2 separate regions of the Sus scrofa genome follow, and region 2 is linked to region 1. A link is a contact called in public promoter capture Hi-C data. All regions are on one chromosome and are shown on one strand. Each heading gives the region's core, a stretch centred on a gene start, on an enhancer-like site or on the middle of the called end of the contact. The rest is flanking DNA. Distances are from core to core; before and after follow the strand shown. Region 1 holds the start of NADSYN1 (glutamine-dependent NAD(+) synthetase). Region 2 holds the start of PPFIA1 (liprin-alpha-1).

Evidence for each region. Promoter capture Hi-C pulls out the DNA fragments that hold promoters and counts their contacts.
Region 2: a promoter capture Hi-C map of liver shows a contact between it and region 1, with 2.7 times the contacts expected there. The contact joins the promoter of PPFIA1 here to the promoter of NADSYN1 in region 1. A contact is called at or near these places in 1 of 5 promoter capture datasets (liver) and 1 of 47 Hi-C or Micro-C datasets (liver).

Annotation. Positions count from the first base shown.
Region 1 is chr2:2,367,872-2,374,871 of Sscrofa11.1, reverse strand. It overlaps NADSYN1 (glutamine-dependent NAD(+) synthetase), which reads left to right and starts at 2,516. Exons shown (of 21, transcript XM_021082640.1): 1 at 2,516-2,765; 2 at 3,654-3,714; 3 at 5,489-5,605. The coding sequence starts at 2,681.
Region 2 is chr2:3,162,332-3,169,331 of Sscrofa11.1, reverse strand. It overlaps PPFIA1 (liprin-alpha-1), which reads left to right and starts at 3,856. Exons shown (of 28, transcript XM_021082667.1): 1 at 3,856-4,074; 2 at 5,296-5,559. The coding sequence starts at 5,296.

The DNA.
Region 1 (7,000 bases), core at 1,267-3,766:
GTGCCCTCACGCATCATGGTGATGACGGAGAGACAGCACTGGGTGGCAGCTTGGAGCGAGATCTTAACGTTCTGCTCAGGAACTGAACCTGGGCAGCCTGATTGAAAACCAGGAATTCTAGCCACTCTGCTAACTAGAGCCTAAAAGCAGAATGGCCCTGATTCTTGCCCCCAGTGAAAGCAAGAATGTTTCAAGGAAGCATAGATTGCAAAAATAGGTAAAACATTTTATTGTTAGGGACGCAGTACAACGTGTGGGACGGCGCACGGAGAAGTGGTTTATTTAAGTCAGAAGCAAAGCAGTAACACACACCCCAAAGAGAGGTGGGGGTGCAGGTGTCCCCCGAGTGAGAAGTGCACCAGGGAGGTGATTATACAGTGATTTTAAATAGTTTATATAGTTCTTCAGGTCTGTTTACCTTTAGCCAATTATCTTAATTTATCTCTCACCCCTGACTGCACACAGGACCCTCCCCGACAAGTGTGAGCACCTTTTGGCAAAGATGGATTCCAGCGCAAAGGGTGCCGGGACGGTATCCAGACTTACTATGGCCTGGCGCCCCTCCCTTTCCGACCCTTAGGAGTCTTACTGCGCATGTGTAACTGGGGGGGGGTCTCCTTGACCCACCGAAGTGGTCATCTGATCTTTCCATTGCAGCCGAGCTCAGCTCCTGCAATTCGCTTTTTCCTTGAGCCTCAGAGAGAAACAAGGCAACAAGTCCCAGCTGTTCTCAGCACGGGGGCCGGTCACCGTCACCTCCAAGCTCAACAGCAGGAGGCAACGTGGTGTCACTTTCACTTTGTCCCCTTGTTGACGGTAAGTCTGAGAGTGAGGCTCAGATGGTTTCTGCCAGGAGTCTCCATTGCTCCTTTTATGATTACTGAGTCATCTGCGGAATGGCTGAGACTGTGTAAATGCACGGCCTCCAAAGACGCTTCGTCCAGGAATCTAGCATTTAACGATGACTCCTGCCTGAGTCAAACTCCCCGATGCAAAAGGGCAATATTTTCTAACCTCACTGGCATTTTTCTGTAAAGAATTTCCCTCTCTTATTTCATTTTTTTGTCAACACGGAGCAATAGATTTTTTTGCATATGGAGTTATGATCCTGAACTTTCACTTCCTTTTTTTTTTTTTCTGTTTTGGCTGCCTTGTGGCCTATGGAGTTCCCAGGCCAGGGATCAGACTCAAGATGCAGTTGTGACCTATGCAGAAACTGTGGCAACGCGGGATCCTTTAACCCACTGTGCAGGCCAGGGATTGAACCTGTCCCAGCGCTGCAGAGACGCCAGCCAACCTGTTGTGAAACAGCAGGAACTTTTTTTTTTTTTTCTTTTTCCATTTACTTTTTTTTGAAGTCATTATCTTTGGATATTCAGTTTGTCCCATATTTGGCCAGTGGGAACCCCTTCAACTGACTCTTTTTTCCCCCAAATAATATATTCCCCCCATTTTTCAAGAACGTCCTTATTTTCTGCTGCAACCAGACCCTGGAGGATTTGCTCCTTCCTTCTCAGAAGCACAGAACCAGCCATTGTTGGCAGGAGATACCTGAGCAAAGGCCAGAAAGAGCTGAGAGATTTCTGGGAATGAAAACTACCCCCGAGGGTTGAAGTGAAGTGTTATGAATTAACACATGAACATTTTTGTGCTTTTCCGAAATTTCCAAATTTTCCATCACGAACAAGGATGACTTTATCAACGAAACAAGTCTGAAAACGCGTACCTGCGGCAGAGGCAGCCTTGCAAACCGGGAGAAAAGGATGACCTGTCCATCCAGGATGGTCAGCCAGCTACTTGCTCCTGTGGGGAAAGGATGGATTCCTACCCTAAGGGAACTAAAGGCTGGAAGGCGAAAAGGAAACTTGAAAAACCGCTGGAGTGAACAGGTTCAAATGCGGCGGGAGAGAACACTGTCATCAGTATGATAACACCACGCAGTTATCATACTGAGTAAGGCTGCGCATCTATGTTCCCTGGCAGGCAAGCCTGGGTGGGTGTAAGTGCGTATGTGCTGGCACAACGCTGCTGGTAACTTCAGTGTCCTTCTGTTTATGAACGGTTCACGAGCGCTTTCTTCCTCCCACGGGATGCCAAGTGCAGAAAAAAGGAACCCAACATAACTAATATTACAGAGGAAACACCCAAATTGCACAAGGGCATTACGACGCAGTTTGCAGGGAGCTGTGGATAAAACAGGGGCGGTGGGCAGCGCTCCCGGACCTGGCGACACAGTTCCGCCCACCTGGGTCAGCGTAGGGGCGGCGCGGGCTGGGCGTGCTGCGCATGGGCACACGCCTTTCAGTGGGGCGCCCTTCTGCGCAGGCGCGGCGGTGAGGGGCGCTCGCGGGCGGGGCGGGGTGAGCTGGGGGTCACGGCCGGGCGATCTGGGGGCGTGGCCTGACGCCACCAGCTCTGCGGTCCTGTCTGGGTCTCCGCTCTTCCGGCGGGGCGGGGCGAGCCGGGGGCGGGGCGGGGCGAGCCGGGGGCGGGGCGGGGCGGTCGGGGGCGGGGCCGGGCGGGGCCGGGCTACCTGGGGCGTGACGCCGCCGTCCTGTCCCTGCAAGGCCTGGCCCGATCCCGCGGGGCGACCCGGAAGGGCTGGACCCGCCAGCGACTCTCGCTAGGATAGAAAAACTCGCTGTCCGGCCGGCCTTTCGCGCGGGCTCCTGCAGCCAGGATGGGCCGGAAGGTGACCGTGGCCACCTGCGCGCTCAACCAGTGGGCCCTGGACTTCGAGGGCAATTTGCAAAGGATTTTAAAGAGTGAGTCTGGGGGCGGCTGGGGAGGAGGATTGGAGGTCCGTTCTGGCCGGCCCGGCTTGCTTGTGGCCCTCAGACAGCCTTGCTCTGGAGAAAGTCGCCCGGGGCGTGGGGACAGATAAGATACCCTATCTTACCGTGACTAGGTCCGTGCTGTACGAGCCCAGGTCCCTGTGAATAGGGGGTGGGTAACAGTGCCTGGGGACACGAGGAATGGACACGCGGTAAGACGAGTGAGGCCGTGGAGGTCGAGATGGGAGGGGCGAGCCTGTCCTCAACTATCCCTGGGGTCTCTGGTGGCATTTCGAGAGCTGAGCTGCCCAGAGGTGTGTGAGGGGAGAGAGAGAGGGCGGCCAAGCCCCCGCGGGGAAGTCTTGAAGAAAAGCCCACGGTGGGCGGGTCCCTGATGCCTGAGGACCTTCCTGGGGGGTGGACATTGAGGAAAACCCACCCAAAGAGGGAGGGGGTGGGGCGAGCCCACCAGCTCAGAGACGGGGGTGTGGTCCTGTGTGTGGGGTCGCCATGCAGTTATCGTTTTTTGCATCCTCTTTGAGTTTGCACTGTTCACACCTAAACCTGCAGTGGGGGCTGCCCGAGTTGGATGGTGCCCCCTGCTGGTGCCTTCGGGTCCTGCTTCCTCCCCACACCTGATCTTCTGCATCGGCTGTTATTAACCCGCCAGGGTGTGACCCCATGGCCTCCCTCCCCCGCCCCTTGGTGCTAAAGGTCAGCCCTGCAGGCCCTGCCTGGATCTCACTCCCGCCGCTGTCAGCAGGGTCTGGGAGGTGACCTTTGGTTTCTTAAGACACCCACGGCTGCGGTTTTGAGTCCGCCTTTGGACACATTGGCGGTGCTGAAGTTGCCCCTCTTCCTCTCTCTTTGTACATGTAGGTATTGAAATTGCGAAACACAAAGGAGCAAAATACAGGCTTGGACCGGAGCTGGAAATATGGTGAGAGCAGAGAACACAGACACCCCCCCCCAGGACGGGCAGGTAGAGGCGTCTGTGTCAGCTCCTCTTGGCCGAGAGGGTATTGAGGGCCTCAGACACGCAGGCCCTTTTTCGGGACCCTCAGAAACCCGAGTGGGCCCGCTTGGTGCCCTCAAACAAGAGCAGGCCCGGCAGGGCTGGGAGAGCCTCGCTTCCTACGTCGAGCAGCATCGGAGCTCATGAAGGAGCTGACTCGTCGCAGTCTGCGCGGCTTTCTTTCTTTTTTTTTTAGGGCTGCACACACAGCATATGGAGGTTTCCTGGCTAGGGGTTGAATTGGAGCTGCAGCTGCCAGCCTGCACCACAGCCATGGCACCACGTGGCAGGATCCAAGCCACGTCTGTGACCTACCCACAGCCCACGGCAACACCAGATCCCCTACCCACTGAGCGAGGCCAGGGAAAGCTGTGGCTGGATGTCAGGCCTTGGGCTGGTGTTTTTTTTTTTATCACATGTGGCCTGGGAGGTAAGGGAGTGACGGCCTCTGAAGCAGGAATCTGTCCTTGGAGAGGAAGGGACAGGAAGCTGGACAGGAAGGGACAGGAAGGGAGAGGAAGCTGGATCCCTCACGGGGTAGCTCCTGACTCCAGGTCGCTCATCTAAGAACCAGGCTCTCCCTCGTCTCAGGACCAGAGGCCGAGAGGCACGCCTTCCAGGCATAAGGGTGGCAAAGGCGGGTTGGGGGGTTGCGTTCGTGTGTGCAAAGTTTGCCTAAGACTTGCACCATCACTTCCAGGCCACTTAAACACATTTCCAAAGATGCTTTTTCCAAATGAGGGCACATCCACAGGCTCTGGAGGTTAGAACACGGACACGTGTTTTGAGGGGACACCATTCAGCCCGCTTCAGACTTAAGGAACAATAGCAAGAACCTCGGGGAGTTCCCGTAGTGGCGCAGTGGTTAACGAATCCGACTAGGAACCATGAGGTTGCGGGTTCGATCCCTGCGCTTGCTCAGGGGGTTAACGATCTGGCGTTGCTGCGAGCTGTGGTGTAGGTTGCAGACGCGGCTCAGATCCTGCGTTGCTGTGGCTCTGATGTAGGCCGGTGGCTACGGCTCCCATTAGACCCCTAGCCTGGGAACCTCCATATGCCGCGGGAGCGGCCCAAAGAAATAGCAAAAAGACAAAAAAATAAATAAATAAATAAATAAATAAATAAATAAAGAAGTAATCCTAGGAGTTCCCTTGTGGCACAGCAAGTTAAGGATCCAGCACTGGCACTGCAGCAGTTTGGGTACTGCTGTGATTTGAGTTTGACCCCTGACTGGGAAATTCCATGTGCTGTGGGTACAGCCAAAAAAAAAAAAAAAAAAGAACCTCGGGCGTCCGGTGGGGGTGGCATTTGAACAGTTACTCACGGTCCTTTTGCCTGTGGGATGTTTCTCTCTGGTCCAGCTTTGCTTCCTTTGCATCCCTTTCTTGCAGATGAGTGTGATTTGGGCCACATTAAAGTTTAAAAAAAAAAAAGTCAAGGGTCGGGGAAGAAAAAGAATTTCTCATAGGAACTGAAAACCATGAGACATGGATGGGGCCCAGGCCATTTATTTCCAAGAAGAAGCATCTTTTCTTTTTTCTCTGCTCACGATAGACTCTCCCGGGAGGCTTTATAAAGAGAAGCGTGCCTGGGTTGCACCTCTGCGTGTTCTGATCCCACTGGCCCCTGCGCCCCTGCCCCGCCCCCAGCCCACCTGGTGTGGCTCAGGGCCTCACCTGGCCGCTCCCTCCCTCTGCAGCGGCTACGGATGCTGGGACCATTATTATGAGTCGGACACCCTCCTGCATTCGCTCCAGGTCCTGGCTGCCCTTTTGGAATCTCCGGTCACTCAGGATATCATCTGTGACGTGGGAATGTGAGTGTCAGCGTGAGCGCGTGGGGAGGCGAGCGCGGAAAGAGGCAGGTTCGAGGGCGTGGGCCATCCAGTGCCATCCTGGCGTCAGGGAGGGGGAAGCTGCACATTTCGGGGATCCGGAAGGCTCTGTAGAGAAGTGGGCTTTGCCCCCTCCTCACCCTGCGGACAGCCGATACCCCCCGCGGAGGCAGCTCTTGGGAGATTTTGCGTATGTTCTTCCAGAAGCTCCTGTGCCATGTGGGGACACACGTTGCACAAGTGGGAGCCCAGGCCCTCCCATCACACACACAGCCCTTTCTTTACTTCATGGTGAGTCTCTGGATGGTTCCCCATCCCTCCATGTTGACGGGCTGGCCATAGCGTTCCAGACGGTGTAGGTTCCATAGATGGAAGTCCATAGCTGCAGCTTCCACGGGTATGTATGCCCATGGTGGAGGTTCCATAGACGCAGCTTCCGTCAGTCTGGGTGTATGTGGTGGGGGTGTGTACAGACGAGGCCCATAGTTGTGGGTCCCATAGCTGTAGATGTATAAGGTATAGGTGTGTACAGTAGAGAGCTGTAGCTGTAGGTCCGTGACTCTAGGTTCCGTCAGTCCAGGTGGATAGGGTGTAGGTAGACATCGAGGAGGACCATAGGTGTAGATGTGTATATACCATGTGTATATACACAGGTATACACGGCGGAGGTCCCTGGGTGTAGGTGCGTATATACGGGTATATACGGCGGAGGTCCCCGTGGTGTAGGTGCGTATGTACAGGTATATACGGCGGAGGTCCCCATGGTGTAGGTGTGTATACACAGGTGTGTACGGCGGAGGTCCCCGTGGTGTAGGTGTGTATACCCGTGGTGTAGGTGCGTATACACAGGTACATACGGTGGAGGTCCCCGTGGTGTAGGTGCCTATACACGGGTGTGTACGGCGGAGGTCCCCGTGGCGTAGGTGCGTATACACGGCTGCGTACGGCGGAGGTCCCCGTGGCGTAGTTTCCGCAGATGCAGCTTCCGTAAGTGCCGACACACACAGCGTGGGCACCAGAGGCGCAGGTCCACGTGGTTTACAGGCCGACCTCGGAGGCCTTGCAGGTTCGGTTCCAGACCGCGACAGTAGGCGAATGGAGCCGGAGAGAGCGTCCTGCGTTTTTGGTTTCCCGGCGCATGTGGGACTCGTGCTTCTGTGGTTGTGTGGTCTGTTAGGTGCTTAGTAACGTTGTGTCTGATGGATGGATACACAGATACCCACCTTCCTTTAAAAGTCCTTTAGGGCTGAAAAATGCTAACTAGCAGCCGACCCTTGCGCAGCTCATCACCTGGTGGCTGGTGGAGGGTTTGAAATATCGCGAGAATCACCCACGTGTGCACAGAGACAGGACGTGAGCAAAGGCTCTTGGAAAAAT
Region 2 (7,000 bases), core at 2,607-5,106, 790 kb before region 1:
CAGGGATCGAACCTGCATCCTCATGGTTACTGGTCGGGTTAGTTACCACTGGGCCACAACAGGAACTCCACTGGTAGGGTTCTTAATCTGCTGAGCCACAACGGGAACTCTGAAATCTCTTATATGATCCTTCCCAACTCTGGTAACCCTCACAGCCATCCTCAGAGCGGGTTCTATCATCCTACCTTAGGAATGAGGAGACGGAGGCCCAGAGAGGTCAAGCAACTTGCCTAAGAGTACACAGCCCTGGCAAAAGGAAGCAGACCCGAGACGTGAACCAGGACACTGGGCTCCAGAGCCTGAATTTATAACCACTGTGCAAAAACTGCCTTTCAGAGGGGCCTGGTGACTGGACAGGGCAGGGAGGTGGCAGGGACACCAAAGCGGTCACCTCTCACCTCCAGCCATGAGCCTCTCAGTGTCCCCGCGTGGTGGTTAGCGTGCGTGTTGTTACTCCCTCTGCAGGTGAGGAGACGGAGGCTTGGCATGGGGGGCAGACCTTGCCTGAGGTCATGGTGAAGGTCAGGGCTGGGTCCCCCGCTGAGCCTGCCATCTGAGTTACCTGCCTGGGCCCTTCTCCCTCCAACGGCTGGGCGTTTTTATTAGACGGCTCCATCTGTAGATCAAAACGAAGTTATCACGAGAAGCCAGTTGCAGGGAGTTTATGACTTGCTTTTACAATGTAATTACACAGATGAAGGGGATGGCGTCTTTGCACCCGTGTGGGAGGCCCTGAGTTCCCCGAGGAGCTGGTGACTGGCTGTGCTCGGCCCCGAGCTGGGACAACGGGCGCGTTTCACACAAGGAGGCAGAGAGCCCTGTAGACCCTCCGTGGGCATCAGGATTGGTGCCTTGCTGGCCCGGCGCTGGTCTAGGGGTTTTGTCCCCAGCTTTGGGGGCCTGGGGACTCCTTTCGATGTAGCATCAGGAAAACTGGCTTTGGAGGTAGACCTGGGTTCAAGCCCCGGCTTCTACCACACCCTCCTCCCAGGCTGCATACCTCTCTAGAAAGGAGAGGTGGCCCAGGCCACCCACAAGGCTGACAGCTAACCCCGTCACCTGGACAGTCAAAGCTGGTGGGCACATTTATGAAAACACAACTCTGGCGTGCACGCGCGCACGCACACACACACACACACACACACACACACCAAAAAGCTCTCTTTCCGTACCTCACCTGTATTCCATATTTCTTTTCTTTTCTTTTCCTTTTCTTTTTTTTTTTTGGCCAGAGCATGCAGCAGCTTGATATAGGATCTCAGTTGCAAGACCAGGTATTGAACCTGGTGAAAGGGCCAAATCCTAACTACTAGACCACCAGGGAACTCCCTCTCGTAGTTTCTTTATCGAACCTTTCTTTTTCTTTTTTCCTTTTTTAGGGCTGCATCTGCAGCATATGGAGATTCCCAGGCTAGGGGTTGAATTGGTAGCTGCCAGCCTATGCCACAGCCACAGCAACGTGGGATCCGAGCCGAGTCTGCGACCTACACCACAGTTCACAGCAAAGCCAGATACTTAACCCTCTGAGCGAGGCCAGGGAGTGAACCTGCATCCTCATGGATCCTATAGTCATATTTGTTTCCACTGAGCCGCGATGGGAACTCCTATCGAGCCTTTAATAGAATAATTGGAAGGAACCTCTTCACTGTTTTCCTGAATGAGCCTTACGATGATACCACGTAGTCTCTGAGATATGTTTTAGGTAAACACCTCTGGGAAAGAGCTCAGTTGAGTGGTACAGACCCTACATCTCAGTGTCACCTTAGCTTCCTGAAAGCAATTTGCCATGGTTTTCTTAAAGTGGCACTCTTGGTCTTTTTCCCTGGAAGGAGAACCAGAATTCACACTCATGGTAAAGTATCTGGAAAGCACAAACTACCACAAGAAAGAAAGGGAAAACCACCCCAGTCCCCTTCAAATACAACTACTGGCAACATGCTGACATTCTCTTTCCAGGAGTGTCTATCCATGTACGCGCATATTTAGAGAAATGCAAAAGACTAATCGAATCCAGTAACAATGTTTTCATATATAGACGTGTCTGTCTGTCTGTCTGCCTTTCTTTCCTTCCTTCTTCCTTCCTTTTTGTCTTTTTAGGGTCAAACCTGTGGCATATTGTCTAGGGGTCTAATCAGAGCGGCAGCCACTGGCCTACGTCACAGCCACAGCAACGCCAGATCTGAGCTGCACCTGCAACCTATGCCGCAGCTTGTGGCAAAACCGGATCCTCAATCCTCTGAGCGAGGCCAGGGATCAAACCTGCATCCTCATGTATAGTGGTCAGGTTCTTAACCCGCTGAGCCACAATGGGAACTCTGACATACTTTTTTTTTTAAATTTTTTTTTTTTACAAATTTGAGATTTAAAATTTAAGATCTCTTGTGGCAAAGCAGGTTAGCGATCCATTGTGGTCACTGCTGCGGTTCAGGTTGCTGCTGTGGTGCAGGTTGAATCCCTAGGCTGGGAACTTCCACATGCCACAGGCATGGCCAAAAATAAAAATACAATAGAATAGAATACAATACAATAAATAAGGGCTGGATGAATTAAGTTGGTACACTCGGGAGAGCTGGAAATTTTCCTCTGTTCCAGACCCTGGGTGAGGGGTGCAAATTCATACCTACTTGTATTCACTCAAATATTTATGCGATGAACAAGTACATGAATGAAAGAAAGGTGTGGCCCTGAACCTGGGAGATAAGAAAGCCAGTCAGAGGTGGCACCTGCTCTTGGTGAGCTCACTACTGGGAATCAGGGAAAACACCTTGGAAGCGTCACCCGCCCACTCCCCCCCAAGCTGACTTGACTTAGACTCCGCACCACCGACAGCCAGACAGTGCCCAGTGGCATGTGGCAACGACGCCCCAACATTTTGATTTGTGAAGTTTGTGCTCCACGAGTCAGACCCTTGAGGAGGAAGCATTTGCTTTAATTTATTAAAAGTGTATTTATTCATTTCTGTATCTGGAAGAACTAGCACAGGGCTTGGCCCATAGCAGATGTTTTTAAACGTTTGAGCAAGGATGAAATATGAATAGGAATAACAATGTTTGAGAAAGAAGAAAATGACTGCCCTTCGCTGAGTACCTCCCCAGCCAGGTGCTCCACCAGGTGCTCCGTACACGTTCTGTTTCTTAGAACAGCCCTGGGGTAGGTCTGTATCATTCTCCCATCTTACAGATTTGCCCAGATCCACATTGCAGTGTGAAGTGTCTGCTGGAAGTTTAACCAGGAGTGCCTGGCTCCAAAAAATCTGCCTTCTCCACACAGCGCCGAGGAACCTCAATATCAAACGCTGCCAATCTCTGCCTCCCCAGGTACAGCGGGAAAAGCTCGGTAATGAGTCTTGCGTAGAAACCGTGTCCTTCCGAATCGTGCAAGGGTCGGTTCCTAGGAGGCCCCAGGGGCCACACCCGATGCGAGCAGGTGACTAGCGCCTGGGCGCGCTCTCCAGCAAGGTGTGTAGCCGCGACTTTCCCGGAAGTGGCTGGCTCAGAACCTGACGACCAGAAGATGCTCTATATCGGCCTTTGTGTCCCCCGCGGCTGTAAGCAGAGATTTGGGGGCAGCCCCCGAGGTGGAAGACGCTGCCTGGGACGAGGACCTGAGCTGGGAGCCGGGAGCCGGGAGCCTGGAGCTGCCACCAGCCCGAGGCGCACCTACAGGGGCGGGGCCTGGAGGGCGGGGCTGCGATCACACTCAGCCAATCGGCATCGGAGAGGCGAGCCCGCCCTCCCTGAGGAGGCGGCGCTTGCGCACTTGGCCTTCCCGGCGCTCCTCCCTGGGGGGGACGGGGCGGGGCCTGCTGGCGGCGCTCGGCGCTGACGCTGCGCCGACGCGCCTGACGTCGGGCACGTTGACGCCGGCGACGCGCAGCCGGGCCCGCTCCTCCTGCCTCCGCCAGTGTCCGGCCGCGGGCCGGCCTTAGTGACTGGGGGCGGCGGGCCCGGGGCCGCGGGCGCGGGGCGGGCGGCGGGCGCGGGCTGCCTTCGTCGGGTCCCGAGCCCGCCTGGAGCGAGCAGCTGCCCGCGAGCCGCCGCGGAGCCTCCTCGCCCGCTCCCGCCGGCGAGCAAGGTAAGGGAGTGGGGGACTGAGGCAGGGTCGGGGCGCGGCGGGGCCCGGGGCGCCGGTCCCCTCCTGGCGGCGGCCCCTGCGGCTGGTGAATGTCAGCCTCAGTGGCAGGGGGCGCGGCGGGGCTCGGGGGCGGGGGAGAGACCCGCGGGACCCGGACGGGGGCCTCTCGGGGCCGTGCGCCGCCCCCTCCCCAGACCCCAGCACCGGGTGACCAGAGCGCCCAGTGACCCCAGCGCCGGCCGCGAGGGCAAGGACCTGTGGCCGCAAGAAGCCCCGACCCAGGCTGGGCTCCCGTGATGAATGGTTCTCGCCACCCTGGGGTCCCGGCTGCTGCAGCACCTGGTGCGGGTGCAGGCTGATCAGGTGTGTGCGATCCTGGGCACCTGCGTCCCGGGAGTCCGCCGAGTCCGGAACACCGCCGGCAGCCTGGGGAACCGGCTCCCCTGCCCCTCTTTCCGCCGTCATTATTTTAAGACACTTAATAGCCTCTTGTAATCTCACTTTTCACTTTTTCTTCCTTCCTAGCCGCCCACGGCTATATCGACCTGCTATATTTCCGTTGTGGAATTTTTTTGGGGGGTGCTGTTAACTTATGTAAGTTAGGTTGACTGACCAACCCTTGCAGCCGTTGAAAAACAGCTCTCCCAGCCCTTCAGGAGTCCAGTTCCGTTTAGCGCTCACCAAATCCAGCCCAAGAATTCAGGGAGCCGTCAGTCCTTCCCAGGAGCTGACTGCACGCATTCCTGTAAGATGCCTGATGGGGTTTTGTGCTTGTCAGTTTTACAGGCTGTATGCTCCTTCTGTGCTTTTCCTGAAAAGTGATTGGGTGGCCTGTGTTTTGACTTTGTCTCCCTCACCGAGAAATAGAAAGAAAGAAAAAAAAAATTACAGAAGCACACTTGTTTTCCCCAACTAGAAAGTACAGCTTTGCAAACAAAATACCACAGGGTTTGTTCTTTATGTGAGGGGTAGTCTTTGGTTTTTATGCCTTGGCTGGATTATTTCAGTATTAACGTCTTCGTCTTGTGTGTTCCCGGGCACCCAGGATTTGCATGTCTGTGTTTTCCCAGCCTATTTATGTACAGAGCACAGGCAGTCAGATCGGAGACTCTCGAGGCTGTCAGCCTCTCATATATTAGCCACAGATCACCATAAAGGGCAGATTTGTGGCAGCCTTTCTCTTGCCCTTAATGACCAGGGTCTGGGTCTTTTTATTTCAAGATGATGTGCGAGGTGATGCCGACCATCAGTGAAGCGGAGGGCCCCCCAGGAGGGGGTGGGAGCCATGGGTCCGGCTCCCCTTCGCAGCCGGATGCCGATTCACATTTCGAGCAGTTGATGGTGTCCATGCTGGAAGAGAGGGACCGTCTCCTGGACACGCTGAGAGAGACTCAAGAAACGCTGGCGTTAACCCAGGGCAAGTTACACGAGGTTGGTCACGAGAGAGACTCCTTGCAGAGGCAGCTCAATACGGCGCTTCCACAGGTACGGAGGACTTTCACCTGCTCAGTTCTTCCCAAGCCTTGTTTACGGTGTTGCTGTCTGGGGGTGCGTCTTTTTCATGACCGCTTGTGAAACGGTGCTTCTGGTGTTTGTAAGTCACACATAGATAACGTTCCTGAGGATTAGAGAATGAGCTCTGGTTCTCCAAAGTCCTGTGAAAACACCTTATCACGCTGGTTCCTTTCTTTGGGGCAGCAGGAGGAACCGCCTGGATTTGGAATAGCGCTCCAGAGTTGTTGAAAAGGGGCCATGAAGCAAGCAAGCAAGCTCCGTGGCGCCTTCCGTTTTGCTGTCTTAAGCCATTCCTTGCCTAAACGTGTCCTTCCGTGGATATTATGTATTCCCAGTTTCCTAACAAAATCTGACAGACAGATAGGATTGATTTCCTAGGAAAAACATTTTTACAGTCTACCTTTCTCAGAACCCCTGTGTGTTGTGAGTGGCGTTTGTTTTAGGGCCTAGGAGCCTGACGATTGACTCCTTTGGAACTTTCTCTTTGGCAGGTGAGGATGATAAAGTTGATGGTCACACTGGAGTTTTTAATCTAAGTCGTGCTGCCTTTGGTCCAGGTTTTAAGGCTTTCCTTGTGGAGCTGAGCGCAGATCTAATGGCAGGTGCGGCGAGAGGGCTCAGCTAGAAGAGTGTGAGGCGGATGGCGCCGAGCACAGCGGGAGATGTGTAGGTTACGCAGGTGTGTTTGAGCTGTGGGGTCCGTTTTGTTTATTCACAACAGGTGTCTTTACGGTGCTTTCGGGTAGACCTGAGTAAGCAAGCGTTTGTTGTCCTGACGGGTCTGCGGTGGTAAATTAGTAAATGAGTAATTACGAGCCTTAATGCAGTTCTTGGCATTGGTCATTTCTCCTGAAGGATCGATCAGATAAGCCAAACATTTGGGTTTCCTTCTTAGCCACAATAACTTGATGTGAGTGCGAGAATGTTCTTTGCCGTGTTAGGAATCATTAAGTTTTTCCTCGTTTGAATCATAAATTACTGTCTGGGTCAGATTTTATTGCCACAGGCATAAAAGGATTGGCCCAATATATTTTACTGGGATTTTATTGCAGTGCATGTAAATCTTTTCAGTACTTTGGGGGTTTTTGGTTTGCTTTCCTAGTTGTACTTGTCTTCGTGTAATTTGCGGTACATACACTGAAGTATAGTTTTTCGAGAGGATGAGCACAGGAGACAACAGCAAGGGGACAGGAGTTTTGTGAAGTCCAGCCTGGGCCGTGGAGGTTGTCACACCAGCCGTGAGACAGTTGCTCGGTGATTTGTTTGTAGCTGCCCTGAGTCGTAGCCTGGAAATGCCTTGTCGCGTGGCCACTGTGGTGACGTCACCAGTTCCCCTGCCGCCTGAGCCCCTGCGTCGGGCGGTTCAGGAACGTGGGACCCTTTCAGTAAACTTTGTTGGGATCTTCCCTTT